Regions from separate parts of the Mus musculus genome. Here region 1 is linked to region 2. A link is a contact called in public Hi-C data. All regions are on one chromosome and are shown on one strand. The core of a region is the stretch at or near the end of the contact, and the rest is flanking DNA. Distances in the headings are between cores, read along the strand shown.

The links. Hi-C and Micro-C count contacts between places; a contact is called where the count stands out from the background.
Region 1: a contact with region 2 is called in a Hi-C map of embryonic fibroblasts, with 1.8 times the contacts expected there. The contact joins two enhancer-like sites. A contact is called at or near these places in 2 of 39 promoter capture datasets (the 3T3-L1 cell line and cranial neural crest), 4 of 484 Hi-C or Micro-C datasets (the AML12 cell line, the C10 cell line, embryonic fibroblasts and 1 more) and 1 of 115 datasets of contacts at active chromatin or transcription factors (embryonic stem cells).

What each region holds. Positions count from the first base shown.
Region 1 is chr15:99,613,331-99,620,354 of GRCm38.p6, forward strand. No RefSeq gene overlaps it. Among named protein-coding and RNA genes, the nearest start is that of Gm34765, 15 kb to the left of the region's middle. Within about 2 kb of position 1,556, at least 67 of the 459 cell types and tissues checked have an H3K27ac peak or open chromatin away from gene starts, as enhancers often do. A contact at or near this core is called in embryonic fibroblasts and stem cell-derived neural stem cells, where this site is marked.
Region 2 is chr15:99,417,757-99,424,422 of GRCm38.p6, forward strand. It overlaps Nckap5l (NCK-associated protein 5-like), which reads right to left. Exons shown (of 13, transcript NM_001001884.1): 9 at 6,362-6,521; 10 at 6,197-6,278; 11 at 5,610-5,918; 12 at 5,380-5,522; 13 at 4,278-5,152. The coding sequence ends at 4,943. Among named protein-coding and RNA genes, the nearest start is that of Nckap5los, 12 kb to the right of the region's middle. RefSeq lists an enhancer at 2,198-3,801. Within about 2 kb of position 2,920, at least 174 of the 459 cell types and tissues checked have an H3K27ac peak or open chromatin away from gene starts, as enhancers often do. A contact at or near this core is called in embryonic fibroblasts and stem cell-derived neural stem cells, where this site is marked.

The DNA.
Region 1 (7,024 bases), core at 306-2,805, 190 kb after region 2:
CTTAGGTCTTTAAACAGGGGCTTAAATCAGGAGAGCCTCAAGTCTCCCTTCCTCTCAGAGCAATGGCCATCAGCTCCCTACCCTTTCCCACTCCCCGTCTCTTACAATGCCAGCTTTTAGGTTATCCAGACTATGCCTTGGGATCACCAAGGCCAGACAAAACACAAGCCATGCCAAGTTGGAGCCGTATCCTTTTTTTTTTTCATAGCAGAATATTTCCACTTTATTGTCTGTAAACTTTTCTCTGGTGAGCACAAAGCCGGAACACCCAAAGAGAAAGAGGGAGCACCGTAAACAGACAAGAAGAAGGGGGAGCACCCTCCACATTTGGAACTCCAAGCAGACAGCCAGACCATTGCCACTGTGGTGGACAGAGTGTGACACTGGGGTGGAATAGCCCAGGGGACAGCAAAAGAAGGGAATCCTCCACTGCGGGAGAAGCCCAAGCCATGCGGAGAACCAGGGAAGCTCCAGTCTCCTCCCCATCCTCCTTTCCACGCATGGCCCACAGCAGCAGAGCTGTAGACCTACTCAGGGTTGGGTTGGAGCAAGTTCGGCCAGCCACACTGCTGACTCCTGTCTTGCCCTGCAGGCGGCTGTGCGGAGGAGAGGGAAGGGAGATCTTGCTTTCTAAGTCTGGGAAGAAGCCTGAGGACAGGGGAGCAAGGTTTGAGGGAGGTGGGAAAGTAGTCCCAGCCCTTCTCCCATTTTTACGACGGTGGGCACTGGGGAGGGGGCTGCAGTGCCATCTCCTGGGCCCTCAGCACCTCACCCAAGGCTATGCTGCTCTTCTGTGGCTGGTGAGCTGTCGGGTGCTCCTTCTCAAGACATCCAGTGCATTCTCATCAACATGGCTGCTCCTTGTCTAAAGTGTCAAGAGGGTGGAAGACCCTTCCACACTCAGCGCCTATGGTTTAGGTGCATGCCCAGGCCTTCTCGAATACCTGATGTGGGCTTATGCACTCGAGCCACTCTGTCCCTGTCACACGTCTGTCAAGTCTCCATCAAGTCAGTGCTGGAGCACGCTGGACCTCTCTGGAGCCAGCGTGATGCCTGAAGCATAGCAGATGATGTCCGGCTGGCCCTTGCCAGCTCCACCGCCTTGGTTGTCCCTGCCCAGCTTTCGTCACACGTCTGTGCAACCTCCCTCGTCTTCTCTTTTCACCCTTTGGCATCGTGCTGGGGCCTCCTCCTGCCTCCTTCACCCTTGGAGAAGCGTTGCTAGTCTTTACCTTCACGTATCTGTTTGTACCTTTGTCAGAGTCTGAGTTTTCCCAGGAACTGGGGAGTGGAGCCGGTAAGGGGACAGCAACTGCTGTGGGCTAGAGAACTTGGGCATCTAAATCTACTTCATGGCACGGCTCAGCTCTGGCACTCCCAGGACCGCAATTCTGAGACAATAATAGCCTAGCTCTCTAACACCATTATCCAGCCACTTCCCACCCCACCAGGTTATCTTTCCTGGAGCCTCCGAGCAGCCTCGTGAGAAGATGCACAGATTAGTCATTTCCTCTAACCCAGTTAAGACGGCTCCCTTAAGCCGCCGGCCGCGGGAGGTTCCCCGTTAAAGCAAAGCAGCTGGAAAGGGCTTAGCCCTTTAATGCCAGCAGCTGTATCTCCAATGTGGCTGCTCTGCTGAGGGGCTGGATGCTATCCAGAAGCATCCTCCCGTTTAGCCCTCGTCAGTGCACATTAGCCCAGGAGGGGAGAGCAGCCAGCTCCCTGGGAGGAAAGGCGGTACTTTATTCAAGCACCCCCCCCCCACACACACACACCCCTACGCCTCACTTTCCAAAGAAAAATCCCAGCCCCTTTGTATCTCTCTAGCTACTGCATTCTGAGCGTATCATCGCACAGGCAGAATGTCCTCTGTAGTAGGAACAACTCACCTAAGGACAAGGTCACTTGTTAGTTTTGACAACAGAAAGACTTTGGACCATTAACCACATGGACTCCATGGGCTGGAAGTTCATTTTCCCCCTCTCGGAAGTCTAACAAATTCTTCTGATCCCAGGCATGCAGACACGTGGACACAACTCCGTGGAGAGCACTGGGCCCCGGGGTTGACGAGGGGGAAGGCTGAAGAGCCTCAGAAAGGCCTGGCACAGCTCAGGCTGCTGGAGAGATCACTCCAAGACTTCTTACTCAGAGCCAGATGGTAAACATGAGTCGGAGTGAGAGCTAATGCCACTCAGAGGGAAAGCCAGGGAGCTAATCCCTTGACATGTTCCTCAAAGCTGGCTGATAGTTCGGCTCAGGCTTGTCTGTCTTTGGCTTGGAGCTTCATGGCACAGAGGCTCCGCACGGGTGGCCTCACAGAAAGAGGACAACCTCGCACGCGCATACCTGTTCTCCTCCTTCCACACAGAAAACTTCCCAGGACCACCGAGTCCTCCACACTGTTGAGCAACGTCCCACCCAGCAGGAAGTCTGCCCCAGTCCCCTGCCTGCAGTGTGCCTGTCCCCCCAACTCTTTCTGCTCTAGAATGCAAACTGTATTTACACAGAGATCTCAGTGGAGTCACTTACAAAGCTGGGCATGGTGGCATCCCTTTGACAGGGAGATCTAGCCCCAACTAAGTTCTAAGTTTATTTTGTTGAGCGGTGGTGGTGCACACCTTTAGTCCCAGCACTTGGAAGGCAGAGGCAGGTGGATTTCTGAGTTCAAGGCCAGCCTGGTCTATACAGTGAGTTCCAGGACAGCCAGGGCTACACAGAGAAGCCCTGTCTCAAAAAAAAAACAAAACAAAAAATAAAGATTTATTTTATGTATATGAGTACACTGTAGCTGTACAGATGGTTGTGAGCCTTCATGTGGTTGTTGGGGATTGAATTTCTAGGACCTCTGTTTGCTCTGGTCAACCCTGCTCCCTCAGTCCCTGCTGCTCTGGCCCAAAGATTTATTTATTATTATACATAAGTACACTGTAGCTGTCTTCAGATGCACCAGAAGAGGGTGTCAGATCTCATTAGGGATGGTTGTGAGCCATCATGCGGTTGCTGGGATTTGAACTCAGGACCTTCAGAAGAGCAGTCAGTGCTCTTAACCACGGAGCCATCTCGCCAGCCCTTCAAATAAGTTCTTATAATGATGAGAACATAAAACTCCAGAATACAAATGATTTCTAACCACTTATTATAGCTTTGTGTTTGTCCGTTTAACATACATGGGTTTGTTGGCAAGTGTGTCTGAGCACCACATGGAAACCAGGTGGATCTCCTGGAACAGGAGTTGCAAGCTGCTGTGTAGATGCTGGGAATCAAGCCTGGTGTCCTCTGGAAGAGCAGCCAGTTTTGTTAATCACTGAGCCATCTTTCCAGTCCGTCCTTTACTTTGCAGTCAACTTTACCTTGGTTTTGTCTGCAGTTCTCTCGCATGCTACTCAAGCACTCTCCCACTGAGTTGTACCCCCAGCCGTTCCTGAGAATTTGAGAATTTCACAAATGGTCTCACTAAGTTGCCCAGAACTCACTATCTCAGGTAGGATGCTAGAGTCCTAGGCTTGTGCTTCCATGCTAGCTTTGCCCATTTACTATCTGACCATTTGGGGATGCAAATAATACTGAGCTTAAGTAAGGGTAAGGGCAACTTCAACCATTAGGTATTAAATACCATTGCAAGGATTCTGCTGTTAAGAAGTCTGCAATAGCATCCACTATTGCTGACTAAGAGTTGGAATTCCCAAGTTCTAATCCCAGGTCAACTATAGTTTGTGGACATTTGGGTCAAATCATCTCACTGAATTTACCAACTGGGACACACCCACCCATCCTTCTGGCCTCTGAGGGCACGGTGAGGGCAAGTAATAACACTTGAATAGACTAAATCACTATGTAAGTGTCCTAGAGGCTTGGAGAGGTGGCTCAGCAGTTGAGAGCACTGGCTGCTGGTGCAGAGGACCAGGGTTCCACTCACAGCATACACCCGGTGACAAGAGGCATCTGCGATCACAGTTGCAGGGGATCCGGCATCTTCTTCATGGGCACTGAAATCATTAATGCGTGCACACCCATGCAGGAAAAACACTGAAGACCCAGAGTAAATCAATCTAAAGAGGCACTTTCTAAGTCCTGGAGAGTTTACGGAGAATGTACCCTTAATTTCAGTGATGAGCAGGAATAACTAACTGGCAAAGGCTTCATCAGAAGACTCCATATTTATTTGTGTCTGAGCCAGCCACAGAGATGCTGGCCAGTTGTGTGGGGTATGATAAAAACGAGAGGGCTGGTAGAGTGGCTGCCTAGCATGCATGCACATGAAACCCTGGGTTTGATCCCTACCACCATGCACTGCTGTGGCGGTACATAGCTGTTACCGTAGCATTCTACACAGGGAAGCGGAACAATTACAAGTTCAATGTCATCCTCCAATACTTTGTCAGTTTCCAGATGAGTAGGGGCTACATGAGCCCCTATCTCACAAACAAAAATAAACCGAACCCATACAAACCAAACCCCCACTTCCAACCATGAGTCCTCGAGTGGTCTTCTTTCCCATCCTACGTGATGACAGAGAACAAAACTCTCACTGCAAGGTTATTCCTGGTGGCACTGGCCATCTTCCACCTGACTTCTTGAATAGCAACCATCAACAAATATAGTTCTGAGAATTACAGTCTAACGAATTACATAAGCTAGGGAGCTCCTGGCCTGGTGCCTTTCTACGTTTACAAAATACTCTAGCTACAGGAAGCATATTTAAAAAAAAAAAAAAAATGACCAGTTCTTAGGTTAAGTGGTCATTCTCCAAACCCTGTGTGCACTAAAAGCACATGGGCCCAGCTCCACAGGTTTACATAGTCTCTGCGTCCTAATGACAGCTGAGTCTGAGTCCTCACCAAGCCCATGTTAAATAACGTACACTGGTTAAGATTCTACTGACTTAAACGCTGAACCACATGGTCATACTCACTTCTCAAAGCTGGACTTCCACAGCAGCTCTTTCTCATTCACGTTAAAAGGCCCTAGGAAAAAATAGGCAGAACAGCACATCCCCAAATGTATATTATATGCGTAGAATAATGTTTGTGGCTATGTACATATACATGGGTACCACAGCCCACACTCAGCTGTATAAGCAGAATGATATAAGAGGCCATGTACATATACATGGGTACCAGAGCCCACAACAGGCACACTGTATGTGTAAAATAACGTACGAGACTATGCAGATATACATGGGTACCACAGCCCACACTCAGCTGTACATGGAGAATGATATAAGAGGCTATGTGCATATTTATGGGTACCAGAGCCCACAGCAGGCACACTGTATGTGTAAAATAATGTATGAGGCTATGCAGATATACATGGGTACCACAGCCCACACTCAGCTGTATAAGCAGAATGATATGAGGCTATGTGCATATGCATGAATATCACAGCCCACACCGGGCATACAGCATGTGTAGAATGATGTAAGAACCTATGATCACATAGGCATGAATATAACTGCTGCTCCCATTTGTGGTCTCACTCTGTGCAGTTTCAATTCCCCAGTCAACCATAACCCAGCAATACCAACTGGAAAATCCCACGAATAAACAGCTGCTAAAGTTTAAGCCACCACCAAGCCCGGCTACAAATTCATCTTCCTGAAAAAGGAGAAATGGTCAAATACCCAGCAATTAACACAAATTGTTGCTATTGAATCAATCCAGCTAATGCCTGTCCAGTTAAGTAAATACCACTAGGGAGTTGTGTATAAATTGACATTTAAGGTTTAAAGATCCCCATTATTAGCCTTGGAATGGTGGTTCACATCTACAATCCCAGAACTTGGAATGCTAAGGCAACAGGACAGCCCTAAGGGCAGCCTGGACTATATACCAAGTTCCAGGGATATACTGAGGCACTGCCCCCAAAGTAAATAAAAATAAAAGTTCTCAGATAAAGAACATCAAAAGTGAAGTAATTCTAGGACAGCCTGGGCCAGAGAGACATGGTCTAAAACAAGACAGATGAAGAGGCAGCTTGAGAAAGTGCTATAAGCAAGAGACACCAGTCCAGCCACTTCAAAACAGTGGATCCCTTTAATTAAAAAGGCCCTTGATAGCTGGATGTGGTGGCACATGCCTTTAATCCCAGCACTCGGGAGGCAGAGGCAGGCGGATTTCTGAGTTCGAGGCCAGTCTGGTCTACAGAGTGAGTTCCAGGACAGGCAGGGCTACACAGAGAAACACTGTCTCAAAAACAAAACAAACCAAAAGGCCCTTGATGGTTGTTGTGTGTGAGGGGCTGCTGAAGCTGAAAGCGGGTACATTCCCTTTGCTAATCTTAAAATCGCCCCCATAGCTAAAGTCTCTTGGCTTTGCTCAAAACCTGAGCAACCGGCTGCCAGCAGGTGACACGAGGAGGCCGTTTCCTTCTTCATTAACGGGCCATCAATTCCTGCATAGGGTAGTCTTGCCTTCACTAACGTTACACAACTCATTTACTTCTTCTCCATTAGTGACTTCGAGTGTACCTTGGAGAGACGCTACAGATCAGCAAATGTGGAGCCACGCCAATGGGAAGCTTGCAACAACAGAATAAAAGAGGTAACATCTAGGACAGAGTTAGAAAAAAAGCCTAGCCGGCATGTGTGAGGGGAGTCTGGGAGATGGGACCCATCTTCTGTCAATTTGCTGAGGCAGATGGGCCCTGCTGTGAGAGTTGCCCCCTCCTGGGAAAAAAGCCAGTAGGTTGCCTCCTCTCTCCACTGCTACATATTAAGCCTGCAACTGTTTGTGTTCAATCTTAGATACATTCTGCTCACCAGCTTCTGAGCTCCAAGTGCAGGTGCCCTCAGTTAATCATCCTGGCTCACGCCAGAGTCACTTCCAGCAGTGAAGGGTGTTCCAGGCAGCCAGCCAGCGGCAATTTTTTCCTTTAAATCTGCACCATTCTGATCCCTAAAGACTGGTTTAAAAAGTTTTTTTATATATATATTTTTTTCTTTCTTTCTTTCTTTTTCTTTTCTTTTTTTTTTTTTCCTAAAACGCTTCCTTCAAACAAGAAGATAACAAATCTAGGGCTTCAGTTT
Region 2 (6,666 bases), core at 1,670-4,169:
TACCCCAATATGTGTGTGTGTGTGTGTGTGTGTGTGTGTGTGCTCCTCGTGGGTGTAGGTGCTTAGAGAGGCTAGAGGTGTCAGATTCCCCAGAGATGGAGTCATCCAGCGTGTGTACCAGACTTACTGAGTCTCCTGGAAGAGACTCTTCAGTCTGCACTACTGACCCAGCTCTCGGGCCCTGGTGGTAGGTGGGGCGGGGTGGGGTGGGGCGGGGTCTTGCTCTGGCTTTGTAGTTGTGGCTGGCTTGGAACTCTCCGTCCTCTCACTTCAGTCCCCCCAGTGTTATCTGGTGTCGTTTTGAGTGTGCTCTGGAGCCGGCGTGTCTGGGCTTGAATCACGGCTGATCTATACACAGGCTTTAACGTTTTAAACGTTCTGGCTCTCCCTACCCTATCAGACCCGGGTAACAGGATCACCCACATGAAGAGGTTGTATAGAGGATTAGCTGAGTATCCACACACATGGCCGCCCGAGGTAGTGCTGGCGCACTGTCAAGGGTGAGTGTTCTTATGTATTATCCCTGGAGCCAGAGATCACCGCCACTGGCCCTCCACTCGCCACCCCAGTTCCCCCATCAGCAATGCTTCCCTTGGGTTAAGCCTACAACTTTCCTTTTCTCGACCTGAAACCAGTGTGTGCCCCTGCTATACTCTCTCACAAAAACCCATTTTCTCTGAAGTCTGGTGTCAGAGACGCCCATCCTCCGTCCTCCACTGGCTCCAGCCCCGTGAAGATGGGATGGAAGTATCCCCAAAACTCCATCTGTGGTGACCCCCCCACATCCTCTACCCTTAAGGGATGAAATCAAAGGCTTAAAGTGTCTGCTGGGCAAACTGTAAACATGGCTGCCCCTGAGGTGGCAGAGTGACAAGATGATACCACACTGGAAACATTCACACAAGCCATCGCTTCAGAAACACAACTTAGTGATACACACCTGTGAGCCTCACACTGGTGAAGCAGAGGCAGGGGAATGGCAAGTCTGAGTCAGGCCTGAGCTACATAGCACGACTGTGTCTCAAAAAACTAATAAGCATCCAAACTAAAGTCTTAAAAATACTAAGACCACATTACTTTCTTTTCTCTTTTGGACAGGGTCTTACTGTGTAGCCCTGACTGTCCTGGAACTTGTGAGGTAGACCAGGGATTAGAGGTGTAGACCACCACAGCCCTGGAACTCACTCTGTAGACCAGGCTGGCCTCGAACTCAGAAATCTGCCTGCCTCTGCCTCCCAAGTGCTGGGATTAAAAGTGTGCACCACTATGCCTGGCTTCTATATATTTCTTATAAATATATATTATATTTTTTATTTAGATATTATTTATTTTATGTGAGTACACTGTCACTGTCTTCACAAACCAGAAGAGGACATCAGACCCCATTACGGATGGTTGTGAGCCACAGTGTGGTTGCTGCGAGAATTGAACTCAGGACCTCTGGAAGAGCAATGCTCTTAACCACTGAGCCATCCATCTGTCCAGCCCCATATATTCTTATAAAACATATATACTTACATATTTTATTTTAATTAAATATATTTATGTGTGAGCAAGTACGTAGCACACAGAAGTCAGAGGACAACCGATGGCTGTCTGCTCTCTCCTTCCACCATGTGGGCCTGGAGAAGTGAGTCAGGCTTGGTGGCAAGGGCCTTTTACCCCTGAGTCTGTACAGGGGTCTGACTGTTTTTGAAACAGGGTCTTCTGTAGCTGAGGCTACTACATTCTGCAGCTCAGGAAGGCCTGGCCTCCTGCCTCCCAGATGCTGATGCCAAAGTGTCAACACCTCACACCTGGCTTCCAAAAGACCATTTCTTTCTTTTTTGTTTTTGTTTTTTGTTTTTTTTTTTGGAAACAGGGTTTCTTTGTGTAGGCCTGGCTGTCCTAGAACTCACCCTGAAGACCAGGCTGTCCTAGAACTCATAGATCTGCCTGCCTCTGCCTCCTAAGTGCTAGCACGCTGGGCCTTGCTTTCTTCTTATGACAATCTATTATTGAACCTGCGATTTACCATTTGACCCAACTGGCTACTTATCAAGTCCTGATATCCACCTGGCTTGGCCCCCTCCCCCACCCCCAAGTGCTGAGGTTATAGACACACACCTTCAAGCCTGGCTTTTATGTAGGTGCCAGCTATTTGAAACTAGGGTTCATGTTCCCACAAGCAAGAACCGTACCCTGAAACTGGACAGAGGGCTGTGAATCAACCCAGATTTGTAGGTCTTTAATAATTAAAACGTTTTTAAAAAGCTGGTCCCCGGGGCTGGAGAGATGGCTCAGTGGTTAAGAGCACTGACTGCTCTTCCGAGCCAAAGGTCCTGAGTTCAAACCCCAGCAACATGGTGGCTCACAACCATCCTAATGAGATCTGACTCCCTCTTCTGGTGTGTCTGAAGACAGCTACAGTGTACTTAGATATAATAATAAATAAATCTTTAAAAAACAGCTGGTCCCCTTCCCTAAAATCACAGACGACCCCACAAGTACTTACCGTGAACTTTTGGCTTTAAGAGATTTATTTATACACTTGAATTACCCCAGAGAATAAGGGCGGGGATCTAGAGCTGGGGTTTGCTACAGAGCATGTTTTCTTTTTTTAAACTTTTTTTTTTAAAGGAAACAAAACATACTATTTGTGGGGGGGAAAAGTAGAAAAAAGGAAATAAAATAAACCCCTGGCAGCCTTAGAGAGGCTATTTTTTTTTTCTTTTTCTTTGTGTGTGTGGGTGTCGCGGAGGGAGGGGTGGGGGCGGGGGGCTTCCTGCAAAAGGAGAGGTGCCAGTGTGCGGAGCCCGCCTCTTTCCCGCCTTTTGGCTTTGGCCTTTTGGGGGAGGGCAGCTGTCTGGCAGTCTGAACTTCCTGTGTTTGGGAAACCCGGCTGAGGTCTTACATGAACATTCGCCCATTGTTCTTGAGGAGAGTGAGGTCACAGTAACTTTACAAGCAGCTGTTGCAAACCGAGACACCAAGTGTTCTGCCCCAGCCATGATCAAGGAGGTTTTCAGCAAAGCTTTCCTTGAGCGCCAAGAAACCGGGCTCCCTGGAGTATCAATAAACCCACATGCTCCCGCCCTCAAATTCTTTCAGTTGGAACCGAGCCCTGGGTCCGGGGAGGGGGGCCATTGTCATGTGGGCTATGGCTGACTGGGATCAGGCAGGAGTTGGGGGAGGGGGAGATTGTCATGTGGGCTATGGCTGACCATGGTGGGCAGGGCTGCCTCCCGGGACCACTATGGTTCCTGCAGCCTATCCTGCCCTGGGACATTTCTCCAGTCAACTCATTCTGACCCAGGGACCGAGGTGGCACCTGGTATTTTCAAATTCCTAGCATACTGAGCAGACCCTGTCGAGAACATGGATTTTGGTCTTAGCTTTGAAGTGAAGATGAAAGCCCACCATGCCAAACTCCTTTCCAGGAAGGAATGGGATCTAGGAGGCCAACGCAGTTCTAACAGGAAATGATGTAATGCATCAGGCTTAGGGCAATAACAGGTCAAGAAACCAGTCAGGAGTTGGTCAGAAACCAAGATGCAGACTTCCGTTAGTACACCTAGGAAGGGGCAGGGACAAAACTGCATTGTCAGACCCTGTTCTGGTCTTGTTAATTTCTTCAGTGATGGCGTCAGCTAAGGGAAGATGGCAGATGTGGGCGGAGCGTAGAGCGTGAAGGAGAACAGGGGCGGGGCCACCTGGCCTCAGGCTGCTGATGGGGCGGGGCCACCTGGCCTCTCAGTCTAATATACAGATGAGGAAAACCAAGGTTTGTAGTGATAGGTTTTTTTAGGAACGCCAGCTCTGGTGATAAATATCCTTGGCTTCTAGTGCTCCCGAGTCATATAGAGATGGTTTATAAAGCACGAGGAAGTGAGTTGAGAGACAGCATAGTGTGCCGGTGTGAGGGTAGTCCTCTCAGGCTCTTCCCCTCTCGGCCTGGGTAGTCACTGACTGTCCCGTGTCTATATATAAAGCCAGTGGGACTGCTCCGAACTGGCCAGTCCCCAACCTGGAGCATAGAGAGGTTTGAGCGCATGATCACAGGCCTCTTCCCCATCTTTCTCACCAAGGCTGCATGGCCTTGTGTGCCCTCTGGTCAGTGACATCCTCTGGGCTTCAGATCTACACAGGTCACTGTAAGTCACCTTCTAGCCAGCTCCTCCAGGGGAAGGGCACAGAGCCTCATTAGAGCACCCGAGGGTCCCTGGACCTACCCACCAGTCCACCCGAAGGATTATAGAGAAGCCAGCAAGCACAAAGGGGGGGCTGCCACACAACAGTCACGGTGGGGAGAGGCCTCCACGTTTTATTAGGGATGCTGCAGAAGCAGGGCTGCTTTTCAACAACAGATAAATTAACCGCAGTGCGGGTAGGGGTGGGGACTGGGCCAGGCGCTTATATATATATATATATATAAAAACAAAGATGAAGACAGACAAACAGACCCCACGATGTGGGGAAGGGAGGCAGCACCATTCAGACAGCAGGGAGGACCAGGGCAGAGTGAAGGCGACTTGTCCCCCTCACCCCCAAACTCCATAAGCCTGGGGCTTCCAAAATCAGCCCCATGGGGGCTTTGGGGCAGGGTTGCAGCCAGGTTGGGCAGAGGTGGCACAGCTGGCGGGCAGGAAGCCTAGCACCGCAAGATGGCTCGGCCTGAAGTGGGAGCTGGGACAAAGCAGCCTGGAGCCCCCGGTCCCGTAGAGCAGAGCCTTACTCTGGGGGAGTCAAGGGACTGGGGATGAGGTCTCTCCCTGAGCTGAGCATGGTTGTCGCATCCACAGCAGCAGTGGCATACGCCAGGGACCCCCCATCGCCTTCTTATCCTCTTTCTCCTTGGTCCCTTCAGGTCAAGCTTCACCGGCCCAAAGGCGTGGGGCGTGGAGCGCGGAAGCAGGTCGTTGAGGGTCCCTAGCTCCAGAGGAACTGTAGTGGGTGCGGTCCCTCAACCCTGACTCCCACAGGAGGATAGCGAGTCATAGAGGGAGTCACTTAGGGATTCTGAGGTCTCCAGCCCGGGGGCGCCCCCGCTGGCCACTCGGCCTTCCTCGCCCATGTCCGACGTGCTGGGGGTACGACTGCCTCCAAATGCTGGGCCCTGAGGTGTAGATGTGCGGCTGGGATCCACGCTCTGTTTTCGGTCTACGGGCAGGGCCTAGAGGAGAGGTACTGCTCAGAGAGGAATCGTAGCCACCCTGACTGCTGTGGGGGTCCACAGAGGCAGGAATAATGGAAGCCTTCTTCCAAAATGGGATGGGTGGGCGAACTTATCCTCACCTCCAGAGGAGGTGCTGGCTGGCTGTACACAGCTCAGAGACATCCATCTCCCAGTCTCTCCCTCCAGGCACCCAGGCCTCTCTCTCCTCCCTTCTGTGGCCTTACCATGGGGGTTCTAGGCAGTCCCTCCAGTTGTCGGGGTGGGCACAGGAAGGGGTCGCTGGAGCTGCCAGCTGTTCTGGTGTTGGGGAAGGTCCAGTTCTTGGCCAGCTGGACAGGTGGGGGAGGGCCTGGGTCTTCACAGGGATCTGTCCAAGAAGAAGGGGGAAGTGGATGCATTGGTCCGGCTCCAAGGAGCCTCTTAGGGATGCCCTACCACTTGAGGGGACACTCACCATCGGGACAGGTCTGATGGCTTCGGTGGCCTGGGGGAGCTGTGAGCAGTCCAGGGAAGGCTGGCATGCTGGGGTGTCGCCCACTCACCAGCAGCTCCTCTATGCCCGGCACCTCTCGCTCTAGTGTGTGGGCACGGCGGGGGACTTTGGTGAGGCCTGGAGGCCGAGCTGGGGGTGCCCCTGGTGGGGGATCCAGGCGCAGTGACTTGGTCTTGGGGAGATTTTTGCTGGGGGTTCCGCTGCTGCTGTGATCTGGGGGTGGGAAGGTCCCAATGCCACTGTCCAAGGTTCGAGTCAAGGAGCCGCAGGCTGTGGAGGAGAGGGCACACAGAATGGGGCTCAGGCTCAGGCTCAGGCCAGCCCACTCAGGGTTTTCCTGGCCCAAAAGGCTCCTCCTGCAGAACTCACCCCACCCCTGCTACTCCCCCTCAGCTTCGCACAGGTGCCCCTCAGGGCAGGGAGAATCATTTCTCCACCGCCACCGAGATCTACATCCCCAACAGTCATGGCTGAGCACTAAGATGCTACCCAGGACCTGGCACTACTGGGGGGGGCAGGGAATGAGGAGAGAAGGGAACCCTGCTGACCTGTGAAGTGCGTGGTGGAAACTGGCTCCGCCAGGCTGTCTTCAGAGGGCATCTCTTCCCGCCTTCCTGGCTCACTGCTGGGCTGTGTGGGTACAGGAGACCTGAGTGTCCATTCCAGAGCCTCCCGAGGCCCCCCCGCTGCACAGGCACTGAGCGAGAACTTACCTTCCCAGGTTTTCCGCAGCCCTGGAGTGGGCCTACCAGGCCATTCCGAGGCCCACAGGCAGGCCAGGGGCTCTTGGGGTCAGTGGACACTGGCTGGAAATCCCCATACTCAGGCTTGGGTTCCCGCCAGCTCTTGGGGGGCAGCTCCTTGCCATCCACCCTAGGGACAAGAGTGCGATGGGTGTGAGGGAGGCCCAGCTTCCCGGGCTTAGCAGTTGCTAAGGTCCAGGCTTAGCTGGTGCCCATCAAGGCTTTAGGTATTGTAAAGTACCTTTCCTAAGGAGGCGTTAGGGTAGGGATGATTT